Linked DNA regions of Mus musculus: all the other regions are linked to region 1. The links are chromatin contacts, called in public HiChIP or PLAC-seq maps. All regions are on one chromosome and are shown on one strand. Each heading gives the region's core, a stretch centred on a gene start, on an enhancer-like site or on the middle of the called end of the contact. The rest is flanking DNA. Distances are from core to core; before and after follow the strand shown.

What was found. HiChIP or PLAC-seq counts read pairs in DNA pulled down with a chosen protein or histone mark.
Region 2: a contact with region 1 is called in a FOXA1 HiChIP or PLAC-seq map of pancreatic cancer cells. The contact joins the promoter of Gabbr1 here to the enhancer-like site in region 1. A contact is called at or near these places in 4 of 39 promoter capture datasets (cranial neural crest, embryonic stem cells, maxillary cranial neural crest and 1 more) and 3 of 115 datasets of contacts at active chromatin or transcription factors (embryonic stem cells, pancreatic cancer cells and stem cell-derived neural progenitor cells).
Region 3: a contact with region 1 is called in a FOXA1 HiChIP or PLAC-seq map of pancreatic cancer cells. The contact joins two enhancer-like sites. A contact is called at or near these places in 4 of 39 promoter capture datasets (the HPC-7 cell line, cranial neural crest, frontonasal cranial neural crest and 1 more) and 1 of 115 datasets of contacts at active chromatin or transcription factors (pancreatic cancer cells).

What each region holds. Positions count from the first base shown.
Region 1 is chr17:36,235,432-36,239,448 of GRCm38.p6, forward strand. No RefSeq gene overlaps it. Among named protein-coding and RNA genes, the nearest start is that of Rpp21, 20 kb to the right of the region's middle. Within about 2 kb of position 2,045, at least 65 of the 459 cell types and tissues checked have an H3K27ac peak or open chromatin away from gene starts, as enhancers often do. A contact at or near this core is called in pancreatic cancer cells, where this site is marked.
Region 2 is chr17:37,044,201-37,048,217 of GRCm38.p6, forward strand. Gabbr1 (gamma-aminobutyric acid (GABA) B receptor, 1) reads left to right here and starts at 1,766. Exons shown (of 23, transcript NM_019439.3): 1 at 1,766-2,089; 2 at 2,495-2,576; 3 at 3,254-3,457. The coding sequence starts at 2,495.
Region 3 is chr17:36,929,902-36,933,918 of GRCm38.p6, forward strand. 1700031A10Rik (RIKEN cDNA 1700031A10 gene) reads left to right here. Exons shown (of 3, transcript NR_045439.1): 3 at 3,042-3,531. Among named protein-coding and RNA genes, the nearest start is that of 1700031A10Rik, 8.1 kb to the left of the region's middle. Within about 2 kb of position 2,135, at least 58 of the 459 cell types and tissues checked have an H3K27ac peak or open chromatin away from gene starts, as enhancers often do. A contact at or near this core is called in pancreatic cancer cells, where this site is marked.

The DNA of each region.
Region 1 (4,017 bases), core at 795-3,294:
AGGTGTAGTCTCCCCTCCCCCAGCCTGAAACCTGCTTGCTCAGGGGTGGAGCTTCCTGCTCATTCTCTCTGCCACGCCCACTGCTGAAACCTGCTGCTTTGCTGTTCTGAAGCCATCACGTGCTCACCCTACTACTGGATCTGAGATTATTCGGCGGGAATCGGGTCCCCTCCCCCTTCCTTCATAACTGAGTGTCACAACAGTAAAATTTGAGCTTTGATCAGAATAACTGTCTTGGCTACATTTCTTTCTCTCGCCACCTAGCCCCTCTTCTCTTCCAGGTTTCCAAAATGCCTTTCCAGGCTAGAACCCAGGTTGTGGTCTGCTGGCCGGACACAACACAGAGGCAGGGGGATTTCTGAGTTCGAGGTCAGCCTGGTCTACAAAGTGAGTTCCAGGACAGCCAGGGCAATACAGAAAAATCCTGTCTCAAACCCCCCCCCCCCCCCCAAAAAAAAAAAGTCACATGTGGAACAAAAGCTGGTGTGCTTTGTGTCTTTGTTTGTTTGTGTTGGTGATGGTCCTGGTGGTAGTGGTGATATGTTTGTGTGTAGGGAGTGTGTGTTTGTGTGTGTGTTCATGTATTCCGCCAAGTACTGTGACAGCCTCAGAATAAATTTCAAGAGACCTGCGTCTTCTTACCTGTGGATCCCTGGGATCAAACTCAGGTCCTCCCGTGTTAGAGCGACTGCCTTTCTTGATGGCTCTCTATATTGTTTTTATTATTTGATGTGTATGGCTCCCTTTCAGAGATCTCCAGTCAGGGACTGAGGCAGGCTGTAACTCTTTCAAGATGACAAAACCCACTATGTAGAAGAAGTAGTTCGTGTACCTCAGTAGGGGGTCCATCTATGGGGACACAAAATAACCTAATAGATGGTGAAGATACAGAACATGAGTCAGGTGGTGATAACTGTACAACCGTGTCAGAAACATTAAGAGACAAAGTTAACAAGAACAAAATTTACATTAAGATTAATACAAATCAATAAGTGGTTAAATATGAAGTTAACATAAGGTCAAATGCAATTGTAGAACTGGCTGGACCATGTACCAGAGTCATGGTATTTTTGTTTTGTTTTTAGAGACAGTTTCTCTATGTAGCCCTGGGTGTTGTGGAACTTGCTCTGTAGACCAGGTTGGCCTAAACTCAGAAATCTACCTGCTTCTGCTTTCCAAGTGCTGAGATTAAAAGTGTGTGCTGCCAACATCTGGATAGTAGTGGGTTAAGGAAACTGTAAGTAGCAGGTTGTTTCCATCAGACTCCTGCATAAGGAACAAGCACATAGGAGCTTTGTAAAGGGAGCCACCATCTCTTTGACAAATTAACTTGGGCTCAGATCCTGAGCTTCAAGTAGGTCCACCCAAACTTTTCCTGCCTGCAGCCTGAGGAGTAGCTCTGAGGAGCCTGAGAGTTCCATGGAGGCTCCCAGGCGGAGGAGGCAGCAGAGGAATCAGCAGAGCCTGAAGTCTTCCTGGAAATATCAGAGAAGAGCCGATCCCTGGAAAGATGCTTTAAAAATGTGAACTCACGGGGGCTGGAGAGATGGCTCAGTGGTTAAGAGCACTGACCACTGTTCCTATGGTCCTGAGTTCAAATCTCAGCAACCACATGGCTCACAACCATTCGTAATGGAATCTGATGCCCTCTTCTGGTCTGAAGACAGCTACAATGTACAATGTACTCATATACATAAAATAAATAAATCTTTAGGGGAGAAGATAAAACTTAGGACAGACTGAGATGCTGTGGTCCATGCTGAGCCAGAAGCCTTGTAGAAGTCCAAAATGCGTGCTGCTTACTATAAAGGGCTGGTTGTAGTAGCTAAGAGCAGGGTTCACTTGGAAAATCTGCTCCTCATTCTTGGCTCTCTGTGTCTCTTGCTCTTGGTACTCCATCCCCTCCTGCTCTAGCCACATGGCTTGGGGCCAGGGCATTTTTATCAAATGGCAGGAATTCCTTGTGGTTCACTAAACTGAGTTCCATGATACCGGGCTCCCTGAGGCCCAGGCGGGTCCGGAGGCGGCGATGAGGGAATACCACAGCTAGTGTGAGCCTGTGGATGGCGGGCGGTGAAACTCCGACGTCCTCCCAGGACTCCAGGACGGTGCTCTGGCCAGGAGGGGAGCAGGGCTTAGGGTTTGGGACCCGGGTGGAGAAGAGACGGAAGGTTCAGCTGGCGATGCAGGGGCGGGGCTTCCCCAGTGGAGCCCCACTCCACCCACCCGCTCCTCCCCGCAGAGGCCAATTCCCTCAGGACACCGCAGTCACCAGCTCAGGACTGTGGCGGGGGCTAGAACGCCTGCCAGCCATAGGAGAAACCCGCAGAGCGCCATCAGGCAGATCTAGACTTTAAGGGCGGGTTTGATTCCTGCGGATCTGGGTGGACTTTATAACTAGTGCCCGCAACCGCGGAAGTCCCAAATGCGTGCTGCTGAGTGCCACACTGTGGTCCATACTGAAGCCAGAAACTGCCAGGCTGAAGCCCTAAGGGCGTGCTGCTGACTATAAAGGCCAGGGTATGTATGATTTCAGTCTGAGAATGAGAGACATAGAACGCTTCTGTGAGAACCTCTTCCTTATCGCCCACAGAGAAAGAAAGAAAGAGAGAGAGAGAGAGGGAGGGAGGGAGGGAGGGAGGGAGGGAGGGAGGAAGGAAGGAAGGAAGGAAGGAAGGAAGGAAGGAAGGAAGGAAGGAAGAAAAGGAAAAGAAAAGAAAAGAAAAAGAAAAAGAAAGAAAGAAAAGAAAAAGAAAAAGAAAAAGAAAAGCCACTGAAGAGAACTTTTAAAAATTGTGATAAGGATGCTGACCTGACACAGCTGATGGCTTCTGTCAGGGGCGGGGTGAGGAAGGAACCAGGTATCTTTAAGAGGCTGGCCACTGGGAGTTTGACAACGCTTCAGTAAGTATATGGGCAACACGAATTAAACTTGGTATTTTTCCTTTTTTGGTGTGGGGGGGGGGGAGAGTATAAGGGAGGGCCAACTTGGGGGACTGGGATGTGAATGGGATTGGGATACATCATGTGAAATTTTCAAATAATCAATAAAAGCATTAAGTTAGAGTCCTACTGAAGTCATTTTTCATAAGATTGTATGCAGAAGAGCTTTCCAAAGGTGTTGAATGTGAAGGCAGCTTATCTGAAAGCTTCCTTTGAACATGGACAGTTGAGGTATGAACCTTGGAATTTGCTTTTATTAAGTGGAAGAATTGAATGCCATGAGAAATGGCGTGGCCAAATGAACTAACATGCAGGTCCCATACCCAGTCAGGTGGTAGGCTATGTACAAGGTTCCCTTGTTCATAGCACCCTCATATGTCTGCCAGTTTGGGAGGCACAGAGTGAAAAGTAATTGCTATCTGCATCTCTGTTGTTCGAGACATTTAGGATGTGGGTGCAGACTTTGAAATCTTCCATAGGGCAAGGGAATCCATCCCCGACAAGTGAGACATCAGGAGGAACTCATCTTCCATGTAGATAAGGAGTGTTTTCCTAGTCAGGTCTACACAGCCAGAGGCAGAAGCAGCAGGTTGCAGTCCCCATGCAACCTGTAATGAGGCTAGCACACAACTTACTTCGGTGTGACTGTGCTCCATCCAAGGGAACTACTTGGACCCGGAGACATCCTGCCATGCAAGTGTATTGCACATTTAATCTAGTTTACTCAAGTATTCTATTTCTCATAACCAGTTTGTATGTGAGTGTGTGTGTGTGCTTGCTTCCTTATTTTTGTTTTGTCTTTAGAGACAGTTTCTCTATGTAGCCCTGGTGTTGTGGAACTTGCTCTGTAGACCAGGTTGGCCTAAACTCAGAAATCTACCTGCTTCTGCTTTCCATGTGCTAAGATTAAAAGTGTGTGCTGCCACCATTTGGCATAACCAGATTTTTTAACAGTATTAATTAATTAATTAATTAATTAATTAATTAAATGTACGTGATTATGCTGTCATTCTCTTCAGACACACCAGAAAATGGCATCAGTTCCCATTATCCCATTACAGATGGTTGTAAGCC
Region 2 (4,017 bases), core at 516-3,015, 810 kb after region 1:
TCTCTGTGTAGACCTGGCTGTCCTGGAACTCACTTTGTAGACCAGGCTGGCCTCGAACTCGGAAATCTGCCTGCCTCTGCTCCCAAGTGCTGGGATTAAAGGCATGCACCACCACACCCGGCCAGGTAGCTCTTCTTTTTGACTATCTGAGAAACTTCCCTCACTGGTATCCATAACTTCAGTTGGTCTTATTGAGAGGGCAGGCCACTCAGAGGAGGGTGGCTGTCTCTTCTGGTGGTTAGAACTCCTTCCTACTCTCTTTTGCTCACTATTTAGTCCAGTGGTTCTCAGACTCTTTCCAGGCAACATTTAAAAGCTTGTGGGGCTTTTTTTTTTTTTTTTTTTGTATTTAGAACTGTGAGAGGGGGTGTACATATGGGTAGAACCTGTGTAAAAGCTGTCCTCCTGCCAGATAAGAGTTCTCTCTTTATCCAGATTTTCAGAAGTCCCCCAGGACATTCATGTAGGTAAAAACTTGTGTTTAATTATCTGAGCCTAGAACTTAATAGTCTTTTTTTTTTTTTTAATGGTCTGAATATGCAGCGAACTTTCTAGGAATGCAATTACAGTTCTGTGTGAGTTTAGGGAAGCTTGACTTTGCTACCAAGAGTTGCTCAACATTTCCTGAAGTCACTACATTGATGGCAACATGCCGGAGGTAGTTGAGTCACTGGCTATGCACCTGTATCAGTGTGTTGGTAGAAGTTTCATTTCTGTGACTCTAAGGAGAGGTGTAAGCATTTGCCTGCTTCGAGGGAAACGGCACTCACTCTAAAATACTGTTTATGTTGTAGCAAATTGCTATGCTCCTTCTTATAGATGGGGAAATATTTTGTTCTTTTTAGTCACGTGCATAGGGAAGTGATGTAATCTATGATTATTAGTTCGTGGTTTAGGAGTCATTACAAATACTTGTTCTAACATAGGGTTGAAGGTTGAGAGCCTTGGTTCTCCTGGGTCTCATAATACCTGCTTTCCACCCACCTCTCTGGAAGAACTAGCCAGCAAAGGAGTGCCTCCCCCAGCCCCCGCCACACTCCCTTTTTCATCTTTCTGTCCATCAAGTTATGGACAGACAATCGCAATGCAGGAGCTTTGGCTGTCAGACTTCTCTGTCAGGGCCTCCAGTTTACCCTTAGTCAAGAATGGCAGGTCTGGTCCGAGTGTTGATAATACAGGCTCATGCTCACGTAGAGGTTTTCTTTCTTTATGCCCTCTCCTTTCTCCATCTACCTCAGTATCTCTTCTGATGCCCCTGATCTCTTGCTCCCCGCCATAAGCTGGCAAGTAGCCTACTGCTGGACTAACGAGCCACCCGGGGCTCCCAGTTCTAGCTCTTCTATCCTATTTTTCTCCTAGTGCTCCCTCCACCATCGGCTGCCCTTTTGACCCTTGATTCTCCCTTCCCCTTCAAGGTCTGTTCCCCAGGCATATGACGTCTTCCCTCCTTACGCCAGGTCCAGATCTGTCTTCCTTTTGTACAAACACATCCTTTCTTCACCTTCATCCAGGCTCCTTGTCTTTGTGCCAGCTCCTCTGCTTTAGGCTTGGGTCCTATAACCCCCTACAGCCCCCCCTCCTGTCTCCATCAGTCTAGTCTGCGGGTCTCTCGGCAGCTCTTAGTCCCCCGCCTGCATGCGTGGTCGCCTATGTTCCCCTCCATCCTACCTCTACGCCCTCCCGCGCCGTGGGCGGTCTAGGGAGGGGCCGGGATCCGGGGCGGCTCCTGGGGCTCGGGTTGTGGGAGGCGCCCTCTCCGATCTCCCCCTCCCTTCCCCCCGCCCCGTCTTCCCCTGCACCCTCCTTCCTCCCTCCGCCCGAGAGCTTCCCCGGTCCCCGGCGCCGCCTCCTTCCCTCCCGGCACCGTGCTCTCGCGGCCGCCGTCGCCCCGGGGAAGGAGAGACGGGGGTGGGGTTTGCGGGTAGCGATCGCGAAGGGGAGAGACCCCGGCCGGGCTGGAGCCTGGATTCCTGTGGAAGAAGAACAGGGGGAGGGGAAGCTGGAGGACCGGGAGGGAGAACGGGGAGCCGCGGCCGGGCCTGGGCCCTTGAGGCCCGGGGAGAGCCGCGGAGCGGGACCGGCCGCCGAGGTAAGACCGGGGCCCCACGACCGGGGCTTGGCAAGGAGGCCGGTGGACGTAGGGTAGGGCCGGGGGGTGCGTGGGGTTCGGGTGCGAGAGGCGAGTGATGGGGTAGCGGGACCCCTGAGCGTGGGTAAGCTGGGCTAGCGCTAGCCACAGGGGCTGCTGAGAGGAGGTGGAGTCCCGGGAGGGTGGGGGGCCGAGGGAGGCCGGAGGAGGGTGGGGACAGGCGCTCTCTCCTCCTCTCCCCCCCAGCCCGTGCGGCTCCGCCCCCGCCTCCTCCGCGGGGCGCCCTTCGCGTCCCGAACCGCGCGGTTGGAGCCCGTGAGGTGCGCGGAGCGAGACCTGTCCGTCGGCTGGCCCAGGCCGCGGCCGGCGGGCTCCTCCGTGCCCTCACTGTTGCCTTTTCCTCAGATGCTGCTGCTGCTGCTGGTGCCTCTCTTCCTCCGCCCCCTGGGCGCTGGCGGGGCTCAGACCCCCAACGTCACCTCGGAAGGTGCACCCATCTCCGGCGCCCTGGACCTCTTCCACCCCACAGCTCGTTTCCTTGCACGTCTCCTTTCCTCATCACTCTTGCGGCAGGACCTCCCCCCGCCCCCATCCCTGGCATCCTGGTCCGCAGCCACTTCACAACTCCTGACCTCCTTTCTGTCACTCCGCATCACCACCAGCACCCATTTCCTCTACCTCACGTTGCTACACTACACCGTTTTTCTGTGACCCCGAATTATCTCAGCCCCACCTCCCTTTCCGGGCCCCACGTTACTACAGCGCCCCCCTTCCGTAGTCCACCTTGTTGCTTTGATGGGTTTGTGTGGTCCTTGTTCAGTGGGTTTGTGTGGTCCTCACCGGTATTCTCCTTCGGCCCTGTCCCTCATTTAAACCACCGAACATTATAGCCCTTAGGATTTCTTCTTAGATATTTGTCTCCATTATACTTCTTAACCGGTGGACTCTCGCACCAGCTTTAGCCCTAACCCACGACGCTGGGTTCTGCAGCTTGGGGTTCTTAACTGTTCCCACTCCCAGCTTCCAGTCGTGTGTCCCGTGTGCCCCTCCTTTTCTGTCCCCCTGCCCCAACCCCACCATTGACCACGCCCTGCTCTTCCCCCTTCCACTGCGCGCTGCCTTCCCGCTCCCACGGTTCCCCTGTGCCTCCCCATTCCCTCTCAGGTTGCCAGATTATACATCCGCCCTGGGAAGGTGGCATCAGGTACCGTGGCTTGACTCGCGACCAGGTGAAGGCCATCAATTTCCTGCCTGTGGACTATGAGATTGAATATGTGTGCCGGGGCGAACGCGAGGTGGTGGGGCCCAAGGTGCGCAAGTGCCTGGCCAACGGCTCCTGGACGGATATGGACACACCCAGTCGCTGTGGTGAGTAGCCTGGGAAGCCACCCACCATCCCTGCCCCCTTCCTTCAGGCCCTTCCATTCTCAGTTGCAGACCATCCTTAGTTGTTTTGCAAGTCAGCAATTTAAATCCAGTGGAACCAAATTCACAAATACGTTTAATGAATGAGTACTATGTAGGAGGAGGGGTGTTGCTGTGAGCAGCTAGTGGGAGGAAGCAAGCTAAGCAGCCAGCACATTCACTTCATCGTCTTCATGAGGATACTGATCATTGGGTGAAATAACTTTGATTTTTCATCTGAGTTATCCTTTGAGGTTCATTAATGAGAGATTATTTTTTAAGTTATAAGACGATTTCATTACATTTTCTGACACCTTTGTCTCCCACTCAATGACCATATAAGCCAGTTTAGTAGTAGTATAGACCAGCCATAATAAGAAAAGCAAATCTGGTCTTGCATCCAGGTTTACGTCCATCCACACATTTCAAAGGCAGAAGAGTACCCACTTTACTGTGCTGTTGAGCAGTATCTGTTTTGTGTGCTTATAGCTCCATCTTGAGTTCCTACAATAGAAATGCTATTT
Region 3 (4,017 bases), core at 885-3,384, 690 kb after region 1:
TAGGACTCTTCTCATGTCAACCCACAGGAGTTTTCCTCCGTCTCTTTTATTGGGTTGTTTGCTTAGCTTTGGTGCTGGGGATGAAATCCAGGGCTTCATACAGGTTAAGTGCCTGCTCTACCACACAGCTACGTTCTAAGCTCCTCCTCATTGCTTTTAACTGCAGCATAGATTAAATTTGAGTAATGTTCCTGAAAGCTCTTTACGTGTTGCCTGGCATATGGGGAATGGTCACGGAATGTTCTTTATTTCACCACCAAGGTTCTTAGCATCTCCAACATAATAAAGTATCCCATAAAACTGTGGTTGTAAGCCCCCCTCCACACACACACACACACACACATACACACACACCAGCTCTCGATGATTTTTGAATAGGTCATAAATTTAATGTTACTGTCTCCGAATTACTTTTGTAGATTCTCTTTCCAGCTCCCTTCACGCCCTCTTTTGTTTTCTTTGTACGTACCCAGTTCTCCCACACACTCTGCTTCCTGGCTTTGGCCTGACAGGCTCTCTCCTGCCTCCTCCCACTGTCCTCTGGTGCATTTCCCTTTCCCAGACTTCCTCTGTGAAGCTTTTCTAAACTGCTCCCCCCCCAAAGAAGCCCTCTAGCCCTGGGCCACACCCCTATCTGTTTTGCTCGCTTATATCACATCATTTCTTGACAAGTAGCTAAGTCTTTGGAAGGCAACATGTCTTAGACTGCTTGGTGGGGGAGGAACCCGGCATGGTAGCACAGACCTATAATGCCAGCACTTGAGGAATGAAGGTAACAGAATCAATAGTTCAAGGCCAGCCTTGGCTACAATGAGACCAGGCCCTTAAAGTGGGTAGTGGTGGTAGTGGTGGTGGTGGTGATGGTGGTGGTGGTGGTGGTGGTGGTGGGACAGGATGATATCTATTCTCACCCTTTAACAGACGCTGCTATAGTAGGGGGGTGGGGTGGGGGGGAGAGATAAATCTCTCTTTTTTAAAATTTGTTTTGTGATACAAGATTTCTCTATGTAGCCCTAGCTAGCCTGCCTCTCTTTCAAGTGCTGACATTAAAAGTATGGGTCATCAAGTCCAAGTCCAGCTTTTTTCCTGTGTGTGTGTGTGTGTGTGTGTGTGTGTGCGTGTGTGTGCGCGCGCGTGCGAGCGCTCCACCTTAGCTGTCATTTCTCAGGAGCTTGTCTTTGAAACAAAGTCCCTTATTTTGAAACAAAGTCATCTTGTTTTTTTGAAACAAAGTCTCTTATTGGGCTAGAGCTTGCTTGACAAGAAAGTTAGTTGGTCAGCCAGTCAGCCCCAGAGATCTACGGGTCTCCTCTGCTCCAGAAAGAATGAATTCTCATTTTTACTAGCCACATGATTCATGTCAACTTTTTCAGCTTGGATTCCTCCATCTGTGATCTCTAAAATGGGAGTGATGATATCTATGACGAATGTGGAATGAAGACTGAAGGTGCTATAGCAATATGAAACACTGTTGCCTCTTCTCCAACTGTAACAATTCCGTAGCAGATTCAACCACTCTGCCAGACTCTCCACTGCTTGTGCTGGATTTGTTTCTGGTGTGGTTGTTTCTCGCCTTCTGCTCTCCATCTGCCTTGGTGGGCACTGTCTTCCCAAAGTCCCTTCTCAGTGTCCACCTCACCTTTCTCCTCCCAGTGACAGCTCTTCACAGTTTTGTTGGAAGCACCTCACAAACTTTTGTAAGCACCATTTCCTCTGCTTCTCTGAAGTCCCTCCTACTCTTCATGCTTTGCATGCCCCCCTGGGACAGGGAGCAGCATGGGTGTGGACACAGCTACCAAACCCAGGTTTCAAAGATGCTCACAAAAGTGTTCTGAGATTGTAGATAAAAGGGTGCCAGATGCCATCTCCCCGCCAGGAGGGGATCCAGGAGAGGAGCTGAGAGGCCTAGGTAGGTCCTGAGGCCAATGCTTACTTCCAGAAATGCAACATAGAATTGGGCAAGGCTGGAGGGGTGAGTTGGGGGATCTCTGGAGGCTTGACTCTAGAGGAAGTCAAAGGGAGAGGCTCCTGAACTAATTGCCAGGCTGGCTGCCAACAGCATGCCTGTGATACTTTGGTGACAAGTCATCAGGGAAGAGGAAGGAAAGAGGGAGGGAGAGTTGGTTCTTTGGGCCAAGACCCAGAAGCACATAGATAGACTGACTCTCAGCTCAAGAGGCTTTCCTAGGTCACTCTCTGTGTTGTCTCTTTCGCCAGCCAGCCTTCTCTGCTTCACGTTTCTTTCATGTTTCTGACTCACTGCCCATGTCCCTGTTGTTTGAGTCATTATATCCCTGGGAGTCAGGAGTCAAGGTTTAACATTATGGGGAGCAGGAGCACTACTGTCTGCTGTGTCCCTAAGGCTGACATTGACTCTGATGGTGTGCAAATGAACTTCCTATTCTGCCAGCCCTCCAGGTTCCTTACAATAAAGGAGATGTGTAGACTCTTGTGAACCAGGTAAGAGAGCAGGAAAGAAATACATGAAAATTACAAATGGCTAATGTTAATAGGGATTATTTTAGTTTCACCACCACCCATAATGCCATATGCTTATCCAGGGCTGCACAGTTCATGACAGACAAACCCGGATTCACACATCCAGCCTTTAACTCTCTCTTGTATAGTCACTGTACACGTTGATGGATTCCATAGATGTCATCACACAGCTGCATTGGGTACCCTTATGCTATCTCATTTCTCTTCCCCTCCTCCTTCCAGGGTCTTGCTATGTAATCCGTGTGGGCCTCTAACTCTCAGGAATGGTTCCTGTCTCAGCTTCCAGAGAGCTGTAATGACAAGGTGTACTACCATGCCTAGTTTAATCTTTAACTTTAAAAAAAAATTGATTGTTAAAGAATTTTATGTGTATGTGTGCCTGTTAGTCTGTATGTGTACCATATTGGTTAAGATGCCCATAGAGCTGTTAAAAATTCTGGAACTTGGGTTACAGGTAGTTGTGAGCCACCCAATGTGGGTTCTGGGAACTGAGCCCCATTCTCTCAACCCCTTGACATTTGACTCTTCATCTTCATTCACAGTCTTCCTCATCTAAGCTGCTTGCTAATAGCCACATTGGTCCTGGGCCAATCCACGTCTTCTCAACTCCTCATCTGCTCTCACATCACATCCAATCCAACTGGCAATGGTGCTGCTGCTACCAGTGCAGTCAGCCCCATCCCATCACCCCACCCCCACTAAAGAAAGTCCTTACAGTGATGCCAAGGCCATGCCTCAGGTTACCGATTTAACATCCCCTCTGCTACAGCCACGTGATCTGTGCGGCGAATCCCAATGCCTCAGCAGCTTCTGCTTCCGAGCTGTTGCCTGTCTTTCCCTCCATCCTGACAAGCTCCCTGAAGATGAGCAATTAACTCCTCCTCTTGCCCTCTCCCAAGCTTTGTTTATTACCTACTGAAATTGTAATTAAGGTGCCATGCCCAGAATTCCTTGTCCTCCTTCCCAGGAAGGAGGATACAGATTGGTCATTATTGTTTCTAATCCAAAAAAAAAAAAAAAATCTAAAATTGCAAACGCCCTCAACTTTGAAATTTTCTGAGTGCTGACATAACTTGTCAAGTAAAAAAAAAAAAAAAATTGGGACTGGCGAGATGGCTCAGCTGGTAAGAGCACTGACTGTTCTTCTGAAGGTCCTGAGTTCAAATCCCAGCAACCACATGGTGGCTCACAACCATCTGTAATGAGATCTGACGTCATCTTCGGGTGCATCTGAAGTCAACTACAGTGTACTTATGTATAAATAATAAATAAATCTTTAAAAAAAAAATTATGTGACGGGTTTGTAAAGTAGATACTCAGGAAATGGAAGAGCAGAGCAGGTGAGGTCACAGTAAAGAATGTTCCACCTGAAGGACAGAGTCCTTACACACAGTTGTCTGACAGAAACAGGAATCCTTACTACTTATCTCCTCTCCTCTTGACTCCATCCTGATAGCTAAAGTTCATTAGGAGGTTTCCGTCATAAGTGTTTCCGTCATAGCACTGGTATGGATGCAG